Linked DNA regions of Danio rerio: region 2 is linked to region 1. A link is a contact called in public HiCAR-type data. All regions are on one chromosome and are shown on one strand. Each heading gives the region's core, a stretch centred on a gene start, on an enhancer-like site or on the middle of the called end of the contact. The rest is flanking DNA. Distances are from core to core; before and after follow the strand shown.

The links. HiCAR-type assays count read pairs that join an accessible place to other places.
Region 2: a contact with region 1 is called in a HiCAR-type map of caudal fin, with 4 times the contacts expected there. The contact joins the promoter of shc1 here to the promoter of lenep in region 1. A contact is called at or near these places in 3 of 18 Hi-C or Micro-C datasets (caudal fin, hematopoietic stem cells and an unstated tissue) and 3 of 4 datasets of contacts at active chromatin or transcription factors (caudal fin, embryo and gastrula embryo).

What each region holds. Positions count from the first base shown.
Region 1 is chr16:24,091,134-24,097,266 of GRCz12tu, forward strand. lenep (lens epithelial protein) reads right to left here and starts at 4,536. Exons shown (of 2, transcript NM_001302776.1): 1 at 4,031-4,536; 2 at 2,257-2,473. The coding sequence starts at 4,236. The coding sequence ends at 4,045. It overlaps shc1 (SHC (Src homology 2 domain containing) transforming protein 1), which reads right to left. Exons shown (of 12, transcript XM_073925487.1): 12 at 5,100-6,133.
Region 2 is chr16:24,175,378-24,182,218 of GRCz12tu, forward strand. shc1 (SHC (Src homology 2 domain containing) transforming protein 1) reads right to left here and starts at 2,259. Exons shown (of 12, transcript XM_073925487.1): 1 at 2,022-2,259. flad1 (flavin adenine dinucleotide synthetase 1) reads left to right here and starts at 4,790. Exons shown (of 8, transcript NM_001003997.1): 1 at 4,790-5,176.

The DNA of each region.
Region 1 (6,133 bases), core at 3,286-5,785:
TTCACCTACAGTGCATGTTTTTGGACTGTGGTGGAAACCCGCGTCAACACGGGGAGAACATACAGACTCCACACGGAAATGTGACCATTTGAACCAGCGACCTTCTTGCTCTGAGGCGACAGTGCTAATCGAAGAACCACCATGCTGCCCTTATTGCAGTATTTATTATAAATTATTTGTATGTGCACGATTGTTTTTTACTTCACTATCAATTGACATGATCATCACCAACTTGCAGAATTAGCAGGTGACAACTATTCAAAGTTTCAATTAAATTCTAATGGACAAGCCCTTACATTTTAGCATCTATTTTTTCTTGATCATTAAGTACTTTGACTTGGATGCAAAATCTGCCATAAAGGGGAAAAATCACAAATTCAGTTTCATGTATTTTAAGCAGATTATTTGTGTGTGCAATGCTCGTTGTTAATAATATAAAATATGATGTAGTAACTGATGGCCTATATCTTTTCATTCATTCATTCATTTTCTTTTCGGCTTCGTTCTTATATTAATCATGGTTGCCACAGCGGAACGAACCCCCAACTTATCCAGCATATGTTTCATGCAGCGGATGCCCTTCCAGCCACAACCCAACACTGGGAAACACCTATACACTCTTGCATTCACACACATACACTACGGCCAATTTAGCTAAATCAATTCACCTATGTGGTTGGACTGTAGGGGAAACTGGAGCAGAGAAAACCCATGCCCACCCAGGGAGAACATGCAAACTCCACACAGAAATGCCAACAGACTTAGCCGGGGCTCAAATCAGTGACCTTTTTGCTGTGAGGCGATCGTGCTACCCACTGTGTCACCGTGACACCCCTATATGTTTGCTCATTTACTATTTTGTGGGTCTTCAGAACTTACAGAAAGTGACCAAATACATAATAATTAACACAATTTTGTATTTAGCCATTTCAAAGCAGGCTAAACTTCCTAGACTTTTGAAAGAGAGATTCAAGACAAATACAACTGTATATATATATATATATATATATATATATATATATATATATATATATATATATATATATATATATATATATATATATATATATATATATATATATATATATATATATATATATATATATAAATAATTAAATCATTTTAAAATGTTGGCACATTCAAATCCAGACTTCTGATATCTCTTTATTGCTTTACTTAATGAGCACTGTGCTACTTCTCGCTGTCTTTGTTTCTTTTTACATCCCATTTAATTTTTAATCATAATCATTTTAATTCTTTTTGTTTTTATTTCTTACTGAATATTTTATTTCTCTTGCTTTTGTAAAGCCCTTTGAAGTACCAATATGAAAAATGCTATGCCTTGATTTGTCCTTGATAAAACATTTGTGACCTTGATCACCACCCAAAATATTCCAGCAGTATATTTACTCAGATAATTAACACTTTTTTTTTTTTTTTAAAGAAATGTATTATAAGACTTTTTGTACAGCGTTTGTCCTGTATTGTATTCAGTATTAGCAGTTTTAACTCACAGTTTGCATCCAATATTTAAACTTTTAAAAAATCCCCAGACCTTTAACCCTTTACGTTGCACTCTTTGAAAAAAGTTTTGGCTCATGTCTTGGATTGAATATGTACTGACACCATTCTAAGCAATTAAAAAATTTAATAAAAAATAAGAATTATTAGCCTCCTTGTTTATTAATTACCCAATTTCTGTTTAATGGAGAAAATATTTTATCAACACTTTTATCAACATAATAGTTTAAATAACTCATCTCTAATAACCGATTTGTTTTATCTTTGCCATGATGACAGTAAATAATATTTACTAGATATTTTTCTTGACACTCCTATACAGCTTAAAGTGACATTTAAAGGCTTAACTGGGTTAATTAGGTTTACTAGGCAGGTTAGGGTAGTTAGGCAAGTTATTGTATAACGATGGTTTGTTCTGTAGACTATCGAAAAAATTAGCTTAAAGGGGCTATTCATTTTTATCTATTGTTCTTAGAACAAAATTAAACTGCATTTATTCTAGCTGAAATAAAGCAAATAAGACTTTCTCTAAAAGAAAACATATTATCAGACATACTGTGAAAATGTCCTTGCTCTGTAAAACATCATTTTGGAAATATTTAAAAAAGAAAAAAATAATAAATACAAAGGGGGGCTAATAATTCTGACTTCAACTGTATAAATATGATAACCTTAACCTTTGGATAAAAGGTCAACCTTGTGGCAATGGTGCCTGGTAATAAGTTAAATGAGCAGTTGTTTCACAAACAGTTTGATTTTATTATTAATTGCACAGTTTTCAATTTCTACACCATGTTGAAAGAGATGTTGTCTATGTGAATGTGCTGCTTTAAAGTGCATTAGTAACAGAAGGCTAATGAAGCATGTGTGTTTATGCATGCGTGAAAAGATCTGGATTCAGGCCGAAGCATCAACACATCTTTGTGATGAATCATCCACTGGCTCAACGGCTCTGAAAAATATAAGAGAACACAATGAATATCGCTGCACTGCTACTTTAAACATGATCTGATTTGTATTAAGAGATTTATTCAGCATTTTGAATAATATAATTTGGGGTTGCCTATAGAAAGGCACGTAAAAATAATAACGGTAGGCTCCAAACACATCAGCAAAGTCAGCTGTAATAGTAGTGAGCCCTTGATCAGTTTTAGAGAATGGGTTAAAAATGAAAGCAGGTTTTACAGGCCTGTGGCCAGCCTGGTGAAAGTTGTGGACCTTTTTTCTCAAAAAAGTGAACCTTTTTGCATTTAGATGCAAATTATAATCAATTACTGCAGTTTAGTGCCAGTTTAAGCACTATTCTAAATTAGCTTGTCAGATGGTCATCACCACACTTTATGATTTTAGCCAAAATAGCTTTTAAATCAATTTTAATATGGTACGCTTTTGGTGCTTCATACCTTTAATTGGTCTTTTTTTGTTTCAAGGTCTAAGATTTCAAATAAAAGTTTCTTGTAAATGTTTTCTCAACAATGCAGTAGTGATAGATGTCTTACATATGATTGTATATTTTCTTGCACAGCTGGATGTTGGACTCATGAAAAATGTAAAATTAAACAGCTTTCATTTTCCTCCAATACATTTTTAATGATAATAATTATATCATGATTTGTAGATATGCTGTATTAATATTGTTCTGAATATACACAAAAAAATCTTGTCAGGTGTATTCAGAACAAGAATCATTTAACATAAAAATACTAAATTTAATTGTGATGAATTTACCATCATTCTAACCCCTGTATTTTACCTGGTTTCAGTCATTTAAAAATATATATATACACGATTAATTTTTGATTATTTTACATTTTAATCAGTTTGTTCTTTCATTTTTACAAAAGTTTTACTTTTCTTTTTTACAAGTTATTTAAAAAAAATAAAATAAACCAATACTTTGATTTTGAAATAATGCATTTGAGGCAGACAAAATGAGATGCCTCCTCTTTTAACCAAATGCATTTAAGCTTTGTTCAACATTACTATCTTGGAACCTGACATATTTAAATGACTATGCCAACATAACTAAATTGTATTGTTACTAATGTTATTGATCAAATTTACACGATTAAAAATAGCATATAAATGTTTCATTTTGGCAATCAAAATAAAGCTGTATGTGAATGTTATTATTATTACATGTAATTATATTCTAGATGATTAACACATTTAAATATTAATAATAAAACTTCAAATCTACATAAAAATAAAGCTATTTTAAGGTCGAATATAGGCTATACAAATTATTAACCCCATATTATAAGCACCCTCTCCCCTTTCCATTTTTTTTAAAATAGTTTTTAATCACATCCAAGTTTTAATTGAAACTGAAAAAGCGAAAAAGTTCATTCAAAATATTTAACATATATATATATATATATATATATATATATATATATATATATATATATATATATATATATATATATATATATATATATATATATATATATATATATATATATATATTCATTATGTATAAACAATTATTGTGCCCTCCATACAGCACCTGTGAGTTCTCCATCAGTCCAAGATCTCTTTAATACACCAGCAGCAGAGCAGGAAGTACAGGCACTCTTTCAGCGATTGGATGACCCCATAAGCCATATTTCCCCCCAGCAGTCTCTTCCCAGTGCCCGTCCCGAGGGCCGCGTCTCCGAGGTTTCGGCCCGGTGAGGAGGGCATAGCCTGGGGCAGCGGCCGCTGAGGCTGCATCTCCCTCCACCGCTGCAGCGTCGACCGGAGAGCGCGAGCGATGTTCGGCGGGAGGAGATGGAGGAGCGCGGGCCCGGAGCTACTGTGCCGCGTCTGCGCGTTCTGCGTCTCCACGGTTTGCTTCAGCTGGAGCTGCTCTTCACACGAAAGTCCTGAAGCTCTGCGGATTCGTGGACTCGGTGCCCCCGTGAAATGGGTTTTATTCAGCTCTGGAAAACGCTGGCTGACTGTCGACCTGCTATTGCACAACAATGGCTTCACAGCATCTCTCATCTAGCTTTTGTTCATCTCTAATTCCTCTACTGTTCAATGGAAGGTCCTGAATAACTGTCAACATATTGCCCAAACAGCGAGCACATAAACAGACTGTTCTAGTGTCATCTTAGCCCTAACAGTTTGGTTACAACGATCAATTTATGGAATTTGTAGTAATGTACTCTACTTTTGACCACGAACTACAACAACATAGCTATTTAAAGATTTTATTTATCTTTAGCAACGTTAGTAAAAATCTAATTATTTATGCTAGTCCACGCTATAGTGTTATGTATTATTATTATTATTATTATTATTATTTTGTAATATAGTTTTTAAAAATGTTGTCAAATATAAACAAAAACTCAAACATCATTCCTTTAAAAAAAGCTAAACAAAAAATAAATATTTGAATTAATTAATTTTAAAGAAAACAACAGCACAATAAGAATCTGAGGGCCACAGAACCCCTTCGACAACAGATTTATGTTAAATTAACTGAAGATTGTTAGGCCTGATCAAATCAGATAGCTCAAACAAAATGTTTTATCATTTTAAAAGTCTTTTTTAAAATTAGGGTAGAGTTTAAATGAAACACAACAAAAAGGTGAATGATATATGTATTTATATATGTAATCTATCATTTGATACAGGTGTAAACGTTTATGTTTTTCCAAATAACATCAACATAAAAAGAATTACTGAAATACCCAAAAACATGTATTTAAAAAAGAAGCAACATTTATATAGGCAAACAAGAAATAAACGCATTTGGCTTAGAAAATAGCAAACAGCTAACCACAACACAAAAGTCACCGTCATGACCACAATAACAGGAAGTGTTTCCATGCAACAAAAGGCCGCTGTGAAATATGAAAATGAGCAAACAGTTCAGTGGCGAGTCAAATGTAAAAGCCAGATTATTCCAGACCATTCCAGCCAACACACACATACACTGTTTAAACTCCATTAGCAGTTAGTGAACAGATCTGTGGTGCCATCAGCACATAAAAAGTGTGACGTCAAATGCTTAAAAAACCCATTCAATGCGTATCTTTGAATTACACCAGGCTGAAACCTGTCACACACAGCCGCAGCTGGAATCTGCCTGAAATTGTCATGCTGAATGAATGCTGACCAATGACTCAAAATTCACAAATTACATCCATGAAAAACAACTAAGAACAGAACAATTGCCCATTTCAGATTGATAAAGCATCCAGATAAAGGTCTTTGTACATCTGACGAAGCAAATTCTTATCATTTACATAGATTTGTGTTATAAACACGATGTGACTGCATTGTCAAATCTTACACCTTTGTTTTTTTCACCCAGTACAATCCTGTGAGTTTTACAGACTGATTCAACACAGTGAATGACATTAATCGCGTAGTATTATTTACACCTTCTCTTACAGGCCATGTCAGTCTCCAAATGAGAGATGAAATAAGATGTTTATTCACCAACGTAAGCTTAAGCAACATAACATGATACTGACCAAGAGATCGAAGCACAGCATAGCACAATTAGCCTGCAGAAGAAATTAAGCATGCTTTCCGAAAACCTGTAGTAAGTCTCAATAAAGCAATGTGTCATTTTTGCAGTTGATTTTTTTTTTCAGAAAAGAAAGGGTCACGATTA
Region 2 (6,841 bases), core at 1,009-3,508, 82 kb after region 1:
TTGATAAATACTATTATTATTGTTGTTGTTGTCGTAATATTAATAATTCATCATAACTAAAGTATTTATAATATATGCTTTAATGGTTTATTGTGTGTTTTTAAATGAATAAAAAGTTTTTTAAAATTTAATATTTGGCCTACAGACATATTCTGAGCCACTGGAAAAATAAAACAAGGATATTAACACAGTGGTTGGTTACATAAACAGCAGTATTATTATAATGAATGGTAAGTATGCTATTATTGTTGTTGCAGTTATATTAATAATTAATCATTACAAACATATTTATAATACATTAATTATTGGGTTATTTTGGAATTAAAACAATGCAACAATGAAACAATAGTATTAAAACAATGGTTGGTTTTATAAATAGCAATATTATTATTATGACTGACAAATACTATTATTATTGTAGTGATGCTATATTAATAATTCATCATTATTGAAATATTTATAAAACATTCTTTATAATATATTCTTTTAATACTCGTGTTCAATGAACTCTTGTTAGTTACATAAATAGCAATATTGATATCACGACTTGCAAATACTATCATTGTTGTTGTTGTGATTTTAATAATTCATCATTACTAACATATTTATAATACATTATTTATTGGTTTATTTTGGAATCACGTTCAATTAACAATATTAAGCTATTTATGTGTTTTAAAATGACAGTGAATGAAAAAAAATTTAAATATAGTTTTATATCTGGCCTACAGACATTTTCTGAGGCAATGGAACAATAAAACAACATATGAACACAGTGGTTGATTACATAAATATATTATTATTTTGAATGGTAAGTATACTATCATTGTTGTGATTTTAATAATTCATCATTACTAACATGTTTATAATACATTAGTTAATGGTTTATTTTGGAATCAACTTCATTTAACAATGTTACGCCATTTATGTTTTAAATGAAAGACAAAATTTTTATGTTTAATATTTGGCCTACAAACAAATTCTGAGCCACTGCACCAATGAAACAAGTGTATTAACACAGTGGTTGGTTAAATAAATGACATTATTATTATAGTATTATCACTGTTGTTGTAATATTATTAATTCATCATTATTAAAAATTATAATACATCCTACGTTTTCATTGCAGGAGACCACTGATTAGTCAAATAGCAGTATTAAAAAATATAATAATATTTGATTTCTTTTTGTAATTACAAACCAGAATAATCATACAACTTTCTTTAACATATTACACATTAGAACAAAGATTAAGTAATTATTCACTTTAATATATTAATATAATAAATATCATTATAATTCTCAACATTCATAACTGGATTACAAATAATACAATTAGCTTCCATGGTAATTGCCACTTAGGATGGTAAGACACATAAAAACAAAGATTAAGTACTTAACCCCTCATATTGTTGTTGTTTTGTAGCTATTTTAATAATATTTTATACATACATTTTATATACATTTATATAAATAGATTATATATAAGAATAGAGTTGAATATGGTGAATATATAATAGTGTGTATATAAAAAGTACTTATTAGATGTTTAGCTTTCATTGTAATAGCCCAAGTTGGTTTTGTGTTATAAAGGCGTATTAAAACCACAGAACTCTGCACACTAAAGCAGAGCACTCAGAAAACTCATCAAAACTCTAATATCGAGTTCGAGTCCTCTAAGGACTTGTTTTCATTTTGTTCGACAAAACTTTTTCAAATCAACAAATAATGATTTTTGAAGTCTGTGGTCTTACAGTGGGTACCATGGATAATAAAGAGACCAAATCCTTTCAATAAAAAAGACTGTCAGAAGAGGCCAGCGAACGGGCGGCGTTTATAAAATGAAGTGAAACACAATAAAAGTTTCAAGTCCGACTCAAAGCCTGAGAGGCTGAAACCAGCGAAAGCTCGCGTTCTTAGTGACACACACACGCAGTCGAGCACGTTTCCAGTACGATCAGTGTGCATTTCTCTCCCGGATTATACAGTCACGACTGTGGTCAACTTTTGCCTGAACTTACCCGCTCGCTTCCTCTCGGCCGCTCGATTCCGGTCCTGCTCTCCAAAGCGCTTTTCAGATCAACTCCTACAAATATCACATCTGAAGAACAAAGTTGGTCCAGACACGAGATAAGCGCTGGTCTCGCCAGGCTCGTTTGCAGGTCGAGTCTAAGTAAATGTCATGAAACTTTTCTCTTCGGTTCTGCCTTCCTTTCCTCCCCCGGCCTGCCCCCCTTTTCCACGGTCCAAAAAAGTCGCACTTCCGCGATCGAATGGCTGCTGCTTGTATCATGTGGTTTGGCGTCCACGAGAGCGCCCGCACCTGGTGCTCTGAGCGCGCGCCCTTGACCCGCTTTGTAGCGTAGACGATTCATCGTTAAACAACGACAATCTTTCCCTAAACAGGAATGTGAACTCATCCATGGACTTTCCCGGGCGATCGAGGGCTTTATTGACTAGGAAAGTACATATAATGTCATATCACAATAAGCTTAGACTGCTTTTGTCCTACTGTATGGCATGCTGTTCATATCATATAAATATATCAACAAAGTGCGTTTATTGGCACTGTTTTTATTTTAAATAAGAATTAGGTCTCATGTCAAACGCTTAATTTTTGTTTTTGTTTTCAATAAGAATATTTTTTTTGCAGTAAAAACAATATCGGGTACATTATGTAATTTATTTTGTATTATTTTTATTTTATTAATATGTTATTAATAACTTAACTGAATTCATTTTAAAAAATTTATTAGAATTTTTTGTTATTTCTTCATATTTTATACATAAGTATGGTGATGATGATGATGTTAAAAAAATCATTTAAATTAACATGATTTATTTTTGGTTTGGTGATTGTTTGCTTATTAACTTTAACCTTTCTACATTCACACTGCATATCTAAATGATATTGCCAGAAGCCACTAATTTAGTTTTGCCTCTAGCAAAACTTTTTATTAAAAGTGTCAGTAGATGTTGACTCACTTTCTATGAATCATCACGGTCCAGCTTCAGATAAAAATCTCTTAGTCACCCACATTTTAGATGTCCAGTGTCATGTACTAAAGGACATATTATATCACAAAGCTCCAGCAAACAGCATTTCAGTGAGAGATGTGAATGCGCATTTCATTGTTTGCACCTGCTGAAAGAATCAGCACATTTCGAGCTTGACAAGAGCTTGCACATTGTTGTTATTGTTGTGTTTTGACTGTGTAACATACATTACTGAATTAAACAATGCTAAAATGTAGCTTTATTTTATTTTTGATTGATACAAAGTCACACCCATTTGGCAAAAATAAAAATATTTTTGTAGATTTGCTTGGTTTAAATTGTTTTATTGTAGTCACACTGATTTATTAATAACAATACGATGTTTTCTGTGTTAAATAAATTCTTAATTAAAATCAATTCATAAAGTCAGATAAGTCACTCTCATGTCGCCACCTACTGCTGAAGACAACACTGAACGAATCCGTGAGTGAATCAACCGATTCACTATTATGAATCACAACCCCCCCTCCGCTAGAGGGAAACATATGAAGGTTTGGAACTGAAACATCTTTTCCGGGTTTCAGGACTACAAACTAAACAGCACTACAACAACAGAGCAACAGAGAAAGTGCCCGCAAAACTTTATTGGTTGGTTATAACGGTGGGGTTTTCAAAATGGTCCGCGTGTGTGCTTTTCCAGGATGCTTTAACCGTGAGAAACCCCTCAGACTCCGTCAGTCGGCGTCATCGCACGAGGAAAGTTTGACTTTTCACTCGTTGCCCCTTCAAGACTTTAAAAGGTTGAATCTGTGGCTGAACGCTGTTCGTCGAGACACAAAGTCCTCAATTCGGAACATCCGTGGACTGAGGGTGTGCAGTGAACATTTCGCACAGGACGATTTCAGTCTGAACAGAGGAAGTAAACGACGACTGAAATCAACCGCTGTACCGAAATGTAATGAGGTAACGTTTATGTGTGGAAATAAAGTTAACACACTGCAGTTGAAAACATTACTAGTTTTCACCATAAATACCCAGTTGATTATGTTCCACATGATGTGTGTATCTTAAAATGTAATGTTTAAACTTACAAATGCCACTTTATTAAATATATACTAATTTAACTACGTTTCTAGTATTGTATTTCATTTTTTTTCTCAAGGTTTTGACCCACTAATTCAGAAAAAAAACAATGCAAGCTGCTATAATAAAAAGGTTTGGAATACTATTGTTGTTGTTATTTATATTATTATTAATAATAAAATAATAATATTTTTATTAGTAATTACTGTTACTATTTAAAGTGGAAGTTATTCTGTCAAGTTTACATTTTCTGTCCACTACAACGAAAACCTCTAACAATCACAAATAATGTAAAACACTATTCAAATTACATAATTCAAAAACATGGATGCATTTATTTGGTCATGGGACAGACTGCAGGTGAACATATTTTCACACAACAACTTTACCCTTCTGTATTTGCACATTACATCCTTTATTTACTTTATTTCACTTGTATGTTTTTTTTTTTACTTCTTTCTCTCTTCTTTAAAATGTATAATGCAGGTTGTAACAACATCCGTCTTTTACTAATGTTCTGAGTTTCTGTAATCTATTGTTGACTGTTTTTGAAACCAATAAGAAATTGCATATTACATGGAAGTAAAAACAAGTATATTACATGAACGTCGCCGCTTTCACTTCCCAAGGAAGTATCCGCCTTCTTTAAGGTGATTGGTCAGTTTGTTTAGGAAGTAAATCATCGCCTCATTTCAATTGGCCAAGACACGTCACGTGACGGTTGTACAACCAAGTTTCTTACTGACCGAGCAGGCTGTTATGCGAGTTCTCGCACGATAATACACATTTACAAAACAATTCCAACGTCGGAAACGTAGAATCAGGTTCAGCTTTATTTTTCGCACTGTGTTGGTTATAATCTTCAGCTGCGTTTAATGTTTGCGAATAGCTTACTCTGGTTTCACGGTACGGACGTGCGGCGCACTTGGGACTTTGACATCACACATACAGTATGACCGCGACGATACCTTGAGAACTGTAATGCAGTCATTGATTTGCCTGATTCAGTCTTCAACATGATAAATGATCTATTATGTAGTTGTTAGGTGGTCACGCAGTCCGGACAAACGCCCGTATACAGTTACATGCCGACCAGGTAAGAATGACGATCATAAGTGTGTTTGTCTCTGCTTTTGATACATTGTATGTTTATATAATATCAAGCTGCTGTTGCAGCTGTTTCATTTCATTGGCTGATGTCTAATGGCACAGATACAAGAGATTAGTCCTGTGTACTTTTCTCCCTAAATAATATAGTTAATGTTAATAATCAACATTAACAATAATGTAATAATGTAATTAATAATCAAGTTAGTGGACTGGATAAAAGTAAAGGGAAAACCGTTTGTCAGATTGCTCTTAGTACGAAGTAGTTGTGTAGCTTTACTTCAATTCAGATTAAGTTATAAAATTACAGTAGTAAACCGAGCAAGACATAGCATAGCAGATCTGAAAACATAGCAGTGACCGCTGTTTCTTTCTTTTTTTTTTTTTTTGACTGATATGTGGAAATTTAGAGAAAAAGTAATAATGTGTATGTAAAAGTTCAGAAGCTTTGAGCTGAAAATTGTGTTTTTGTTATGTATTGCACAATTATTAAAACAAAAGTATGATAATTTACAATTGATAATTTAATTATGGATATAAAAATCATAATATAATGATTTACGTTATTTATAATATTATTTATAATCAGAAATAAAATAAAATAAGTTTCATGTTTCCTGTGGATATTTGTAACTGATAGACTAAGATTGTCTGATTTATGATGATAATAGTATATGTAGTTGTTATCCTGTAGTTGTAATACTATATTACTTACAATAATAAGTTAAACAAATAAATATAAAAATTATAATTGCTCTGTAAATAAACTTAATGAGTATTTAAGAAAATTATCACATTTCATGATACAGTTGGGTAGGGGTGCCCAAACTTTTTCTAATGAGGGGCCACAAACCAAACTTGATTGAGGGTATGCCGAAGGTAAATATACTAAATTAAGGTTTCCATTGGTAATTTCTTAATCTATTTAATGTACAGAAATAACTAGAAAACATTGTTTATAATAGCCAATGCTGTATATATTTAAACATTTTCATAATGATCTTATTACTGTTAAAAACAGTCCCATTTATAACAAAATGGAGTTACACTAGTCAAGCTGCACTTGTTTTTGCTTTGATTTCTTATGTGACTATTTATATTTTAAAAAATCTGATTAATTTGCAAATATGTAATTGAAACATTTAATTTCATATAGATTTTTTTGTGGCTCAGCAAAAAAACAAACAAAATAGGTTACATTAAACTAGAAATTACAATATCTTTTAAAGGCATTTGCTCCAACCCTTCCCATCATTCTCACTCTCCTCTCAGATGGGATGGTGTGCCAAGTCAAATGATACAATGTGCCAACTTTGGCCCGCGTGCCCTAGTTTGGGCATGTCTGCTATTGGATGGGGAAGTTTTATCCCAAAAATGAATAGTCTGTCTTTTCTGTCTGACAGAAAATTCCACATCTGCATACGACTCCGAACATTATCTCCAATGATTACTTGGTCATCAAGCATACAAAGGTCAGACAGCCCAGTAGGCTATTTAGAGCTGACCCCAAATCAGTAAGAATGGTCCACTAAAGAATAGAACACACACAAAGTACAAACTGTTTTATCCTTGAGGCCGTTTCTTGTGCTCTCAGCCATCTTATTAACACTGGTAGAATATACATCTTGCCTCTGGCAGCTAACTAAGCATAGAA